Regions from separate parts of the Mus musculus genome. Here region 1 is linked to region 2. A link is a contact called in public Hi-C data. All regions are on one chromosome and are shown on one strand. Each heading gives the region's core, a stretch centred on a gene start, on an enhancer-like site or on the middle of the called end of the contact. The rest is flanking DNA. Distances are from core to core; before and after follow the strand shown. Region 1 holds the start of Slain1 (SLAIN motif family, member 1). Region 2 overlaps Gm34907 (a long non-coding RNA gene).

Evidence for each region. Hi-C and Micro-C count contacts between places; a contact is called where the count stands out from the background.
Region 1: a Hi-C map of Th1 cells shows a contact between it and region 2, with 2.9 times the contacts expected there. The contact joins the promoter of Slain1 here to the enhancer-like site in region 2. A contact is called at or near these places in 1 of 39 promoter capture datasets (pre-B cells), 9 of 484 Hi-C or Micro-C datasets (CD4 T cells, CD8 T cells, Sertoli cells and 6 more), 3 of 115 datasets of contacts at active chromatin or transcription factors (CD8 T cells, effector CD8 T cells and memory CD8 T cells) and 1 of 9 other capture datasets (liver).

What each region holds. Positions count from the first base shown.
Region 1 is chr14:103,648,873-103,651,572 of GRCm38.p6, reverse strand. It overlaps Slain1 (SLAIN motif family, member 1), which reads right to left and starts at 1,345. Exons shown (of 7, transcript NM_198014.3): 1 at 665-1,345. The coding sequence starts at 1,218.
Region 2 is chr14:103,476,172-103,478,871 of GRCm38.p6, reverse strand. All of the region lies in intron 2 of Gm34907 (a long non-coding RNA gene), which reads right to left. Among named protein-coding and RNA genes, the nearest start is that of Gm34907, 14 kb to the right of the region's middle. Within about 2 kb of position 1,366, at least 94 of the 459 cell types and tissues checked have an H3K27ac peak or open chromatin away from gene starts, as enhancers often do. A contact at or near this core is called in CD8 T cells, Th1 cells, effector CD8 T cells and 5 more, where this site is marked.

The DNA of each region.
Region 1 (2,700 bases), core at 96-2,595, 170 kb before region 2:
AAAATTCCTCTTAAGTTCAATTTTTTTAAAAGAACGTAGCGCCTCCATCTGCCCCCTCCAGTCCTTAAAAAAACCTTTGCCTCTGACGTACCAGGATGGCACACCTTTAATAATCAAATCGGTATCTGAAAGGTTATCTATGAAAATACAGAGAGATGGCATATATAACTACACAACTCAACTGCAATAGCAGATGTCTGAGAAGAGGCTCATCACTAGGCGGCTTCCGATGTGACCAAAGGGGGGCTGCACACCAATCCTGTGCAGCGTTCGTTTGTAAGGAAAGAACGGTAAGCAGTGGAGGAGAGCAGAAGACAAGCACCTTCACCACACACACACACACACACACACACACACACACACACACAGAGAGAGAGAGAGAGAGAAGAGAGCAGGGCTGAGCGACAAGATGACATGAGTTGTGCATTTAAGGCTAACGAGGCGCTTGGGACCCCGTAATCAGCAAAGAGCAAAGCACGGGGCAGATGGCAGTCCCCAGTCGGACCAATAGGCACAATGCTAAAACAGGTTTCTGCCTCCATGCAAAGCTTCTGCTCAGGGCTTGGCACCTGCTAGGCCTCTGGGTCCCCTGCCTCCCACGCCCCGCCCCCGCGTGCTGGGCCTCCCAACTCCGGGGGGAGGGGGCGGCGGAGCTCGGCTATACCAGGTGTAGTCGTCCTCCTCGCTCCAGGCGGCCAAGCTCTCCAGGTCCAGCGGCTCCACCTCGTCCAGCAGCGTTGGAGGCGGCAACGGCGGCGTGGCGGCTTCCCCCGGCGGGGTCCCTGCGGTCCCCGGTTCCGGGCTGCCACCTCCGCCGAAGAAGCCCGCCGCCGGCTTGGAGTAGACGAAGGGCGCGTCAGCCGGCTGCAGGCTGCAGAGCAGGGAGGGCGCGGGGCTGGGCAAGCAGTAGGTGCCCGGGAACGCGGGGCCCAGCGCCCCCGGGCCCGGGGAGGTCGTGCTGGCCGGGGCCCTGTGCGTGGCGAGCGGGCTGCAGGCCCCGGCTGGCGGCGGGGCGGAGGGCGGCGGCGGCTGCAGCAGCAGCAGGTGCGGGGCGGCGGCCGCACTGGCCGCCCGGCTGCGCAGCTGCTCGTTCTGCTTCTCCAGCTTGCGCACCAGCTCCTGCAGCTTCTTCACCTCCAGCTCGGCGTTCACCACCGGCCCCGGGCCGGCGCCGGAGGCCGCCACCGGCGAGGCGCATTTCACCTGCTCCGCCATCATCGCGGGAGCCCCGAGCGCCGCGGCGAGGAGGCTACGCGGGCCCAGCTCGCGCAGCCTACCAGCATCAGCACCAGGGCCCAGCCTCCGGCCGAGGAAGAAGCAGCCGCGCAGCTCTGCACCGTGCTCTGCTCTAGCGGCTCCGGGTTTTAGCCGAGGCCCCGGGACGGGGCGGGGCGCGAGGGGCGGAGCTTCTGGTGATGGATGTGTCGTGGGGGCGGGACCTGCGGCGGGGACCCTCCCTGGGCATCCGTCTGCACCCACACCACCTAACCTCAGGTGCCTGATTGGACCTGGCCTGAACTTCCCGCCGCTCGCACTTCTTCCGCTTTGGGCGAGAGAACCCCACTTCTAGGACTACAGCCAGGGGCGGGATCTAAAGAAGTAGCAGGTGTCTGTGGCAGGGGAAAAACGTACCCAGGGCCAATGGCTAGCCCTCTTACAAGAGCACTTTTAGACTTCAGGGTATTGCCACCTGCTAATGAAACCTCGTGAAAAAAGGTCTGGGGAACATGATGCTCACCCCCCCCCCAAAAAAGCAACAACAGATGCTTTGGGTCTGTTTGAAAAGATGCGGCTAAGGGTAGTATTAAGTAGCACAGAAACAAAATGGTGGGATAGGAGAGAATAAGGAGGGAAAGTGAGAAATCCCAGTCTCTATGAGGGAGGATGGCCAGCTGCTGAAGAGTCAGGCGTTCACTTCAGTCTATCTAAAATAGCCATATATGAACTATCCCCACCAGTCTTTCACCATGAAAGGAGAGTTGGGTTTTCATGCTCTTTTATATTAGACAAAAGATCTTTGAGCATCTCCTGCATGCTCCACTGTGTTCTAAACGCTGGCTTTTTGAGCAAGTGAACAACAGGCATCAGTGATTGCAAATACAAGCAAAATTGTGCACCATCTGTTAAATCATTTACACTATTAAAGTCACACGTGCCTGAGCGAAAAGAGGAAAGGTATAACATTCCCTGCTTTTTTGTTGTTTGTTGGTTTGCTTGTTTGGTTTTTTTTTTTTTTTTGGGGGGGGGGATTCTTGGAAACCATGCTTTTTATTTTTTCAACAAAAATGCTTTTACGCAGATGAACCGATCGTTTTGTTCAGTTAATGTTGACTTAGCATTTTGTGGGTTTAACACAAAGGAAAGCCTGCCGTTATAGTGCGAGAACAATCCACACCGCTGATTTTCATCCTCAGACGGTGTACTAGCTTGTGAAGGGCCTCGCTCAGGCACTGTACACATGACGTCAATGAAAACATACCGCACATCTCTGTGGCAGCGCTAGGATGTTGCCTCTAATCTTTTAAAATTTGATCCTGTGCCTTGCTGCTCAGAAACACTTGTGTCTTCTCACTTGGCAAGCTACAGCTCTAAACTTGGGTGTATGTGCAAAGGTGGGTGTCCTGAATTTAACTCGGCTGGAGAGAGCTTCTGGAAGTTAGTGTATGCTAACTTCCCTGAAGTTACCTTCCACACAGAGCC
Region 2 (2,700 bases), core at 117-2,616:
GTTATAGAATCAATCTAGGAGTTCAACAACAGAATAGAAAAGGAAAACAAGGTAGAGTTATACCATGGGATTTCCCTAGCCATAAAGAAGATAAAAGCTATGTTATTTGCAGGAAAGCATGTACAACTGAAACTACTAATATAAAGTAAATTAAGCCAGTCTTGGAATGATAAATATTAAGTTTTCTTTTATTTGTGGTCTTGATGTATGTATGTGTGTGTGTGTGTTTGTGTGTGTGTGTATGTATACTATATAGTAGTATTTAGTAAATTAGTATATAGTATATACTAATATACCATATTAGTATATAGTATACAGTATAATAGTCTATGCTAGTATACTAACATATATAGTGTATATACATATACACTATATATGTTAGTATAGATATATGTATATATATATATATATAAATTAGTGAGTATATATACACATATATAGTAGTATACAGTAATATTAGTATAGGTATATATTAACATACCATATTAGTATATAGTATAATAGTACATGCTAATATACTAACATATATAGTATATATACATTAGTAAGTGAGGATACACACACATATATATGTGTATACATATGACATGAAAATTGAAGTGAAACTGTACAGGGGAACAAAGTGGCTAATGTGGGGAGGAGAGAGAAGAAAAGGGCAGGAGCAGGGGAAGATGCTCAGCAAGCAGTACAGACTTGTATGAGAATGTCCTCGTGGACAAAAACAACAGCTTGGTTTTCACTTCCCTTTAGTTTCTAACAAAACACAGCAAACTCTAGTTCCCCATATTTTTTCTGTGAGTCTGTTCCGCTTAACCTACTTTTTAAACAGGATTTTCTAGATGCCTAGAAAAGAAACTGACCTTGAGTTGTTAAAGAAGATACAGAAATTATTTTTTAAATGCTGGGAATTTCACATAAACACTCAAAAGACTTAAGAAGTCTATTTATCAATGTTGCAGTCATAACCAATTCCCAGAATCAAACAATAGGATTTATTGAGCAAAGCTATTCGAAAGCAGCTCCTAACATGAACCATCGCAGCACAGTCAGGGACCGTGAATACTAGCCCCTGCTGCTGGAGATATGGGCACTAATGTCTCCAGGAGGTGCCTGGTACACCACTCCCGAGTGTTCAAATACACGCTCAATGCCCAGTGTGCAGAACAGGTGGACCTAGCCCTCAGCCCAGCTCCAGGCTCTAATAGCAAGGGTGTGGAGAGGTGAACAGATAGCATGGCATCCCAAGGAAAACATTTCCCAAACAGAGATGGGCTTTGAGGCTTGGTTGTAAGGTACAACTTAACGAAACTGTCTGCATCTCCTGCACTGCAGGCCTAGAGAGAGATGGGTGGTGCTAAATGCAGACAGAAGTGGGTGTGGTTTGCACACACAGACACAGACATACACACACACCTTCACTTTCAATTTCAACTTGAGCTGGGTTTCCTCTTTTTTTTTTTTTTTTTTTTAATCTTCTTGTTTAGTTTGTGATTAAAATGTTAGGTCAGCACACGACATCATGGGTCTCACTGTGGTAGTGTGGTACCTTCACGCACACACACTCATCCTCCTCCCTGTCCTCTCCCTGCTGGCCTCCTCCCTGCTCCTTGCTCCCCTTCCTTCTTTAGACAGGCCTTCTTTCTGCTTTCTTTTTTTTTCCATTTTTTATTAGGTATTTAGCTCATTTACATTTCCAATGCTATACCAAAAGTCCCCCATACCCACCCACCCCCACTCCCCTACCCACCCACTCCCCCTTTTTGGCCCTGGCATTCCCCTGTACTGGGGCATATAAAGTTTGCATGTCCAATGAGAAACTCTTTCCAGTGATGGCCGACTAGGCCATCTTTTGATACATATGCAGCTAGAGTCAAGAGCTCCGGGGTACTGGTTAGTTCATAATGTTGTTCCATCTATAGGGTTGCAGATCCCTTTAGCTCCTTGGCTACTTTCTCTAGCTCCTCCATTGGGAGCCCTGTGATCCATCCAGTAGTTGACTGTGAGCATCTACTTCTGTGTTTGCTAGGCCCCGGCATAGTCTCACAAGAGACAGCTACATCTGGGTCCTTTCAATAAAATCTTGCTAGTGTATGCAATGGTGTCAGCGTTTGGATGCTGATTATGAGGTGGATCCCTGGATATGGCAGTCTCTACATGGTCCATCCTTTCATCTCAGCTCCAAACTTTGTCTCTGTAACTCCCTCCTTCCATGGGTGTTTTGTTCCCACTTCTAAGGAGGGGCATAGTGTCCACACTTCAGTCTTCATTTTTCTTGAGTTTCATGTGTTTAGGAAATTGTATCTTATATCTTGGGTATCCTAGGTTTTGGGCTAATATCCACTTATCAGTGAGTACATATTGTGTGAGTTCCTTTGTGATTCTTTCTGCTTTCTTATCTTATGTAGTCTAACACCTCTGTGCCTCACTCTACATTATCTCTTCAAGCTTCTCATAACCAAAACCAGACATGAAGCTTCTCGTGCAGAAATTAAGTACAATGGGTTGGGAGCCAGATTTTTTTTTTTTTTTTTTTTTTTTGGTTTTTCGAGACAGGGTTTCTCTGTGTAGCCCTGGCTGTCCTGGAATTCACTCTGTAGTCCAGGCTGGCCTCGAACTCAGAAATCCACCTGCCTCTGCCTCCCAAGTGCTGGGATTAAAGGCGTGTGCCACCACTGCCTGGCTGTGAGCCAGATTTTTCAA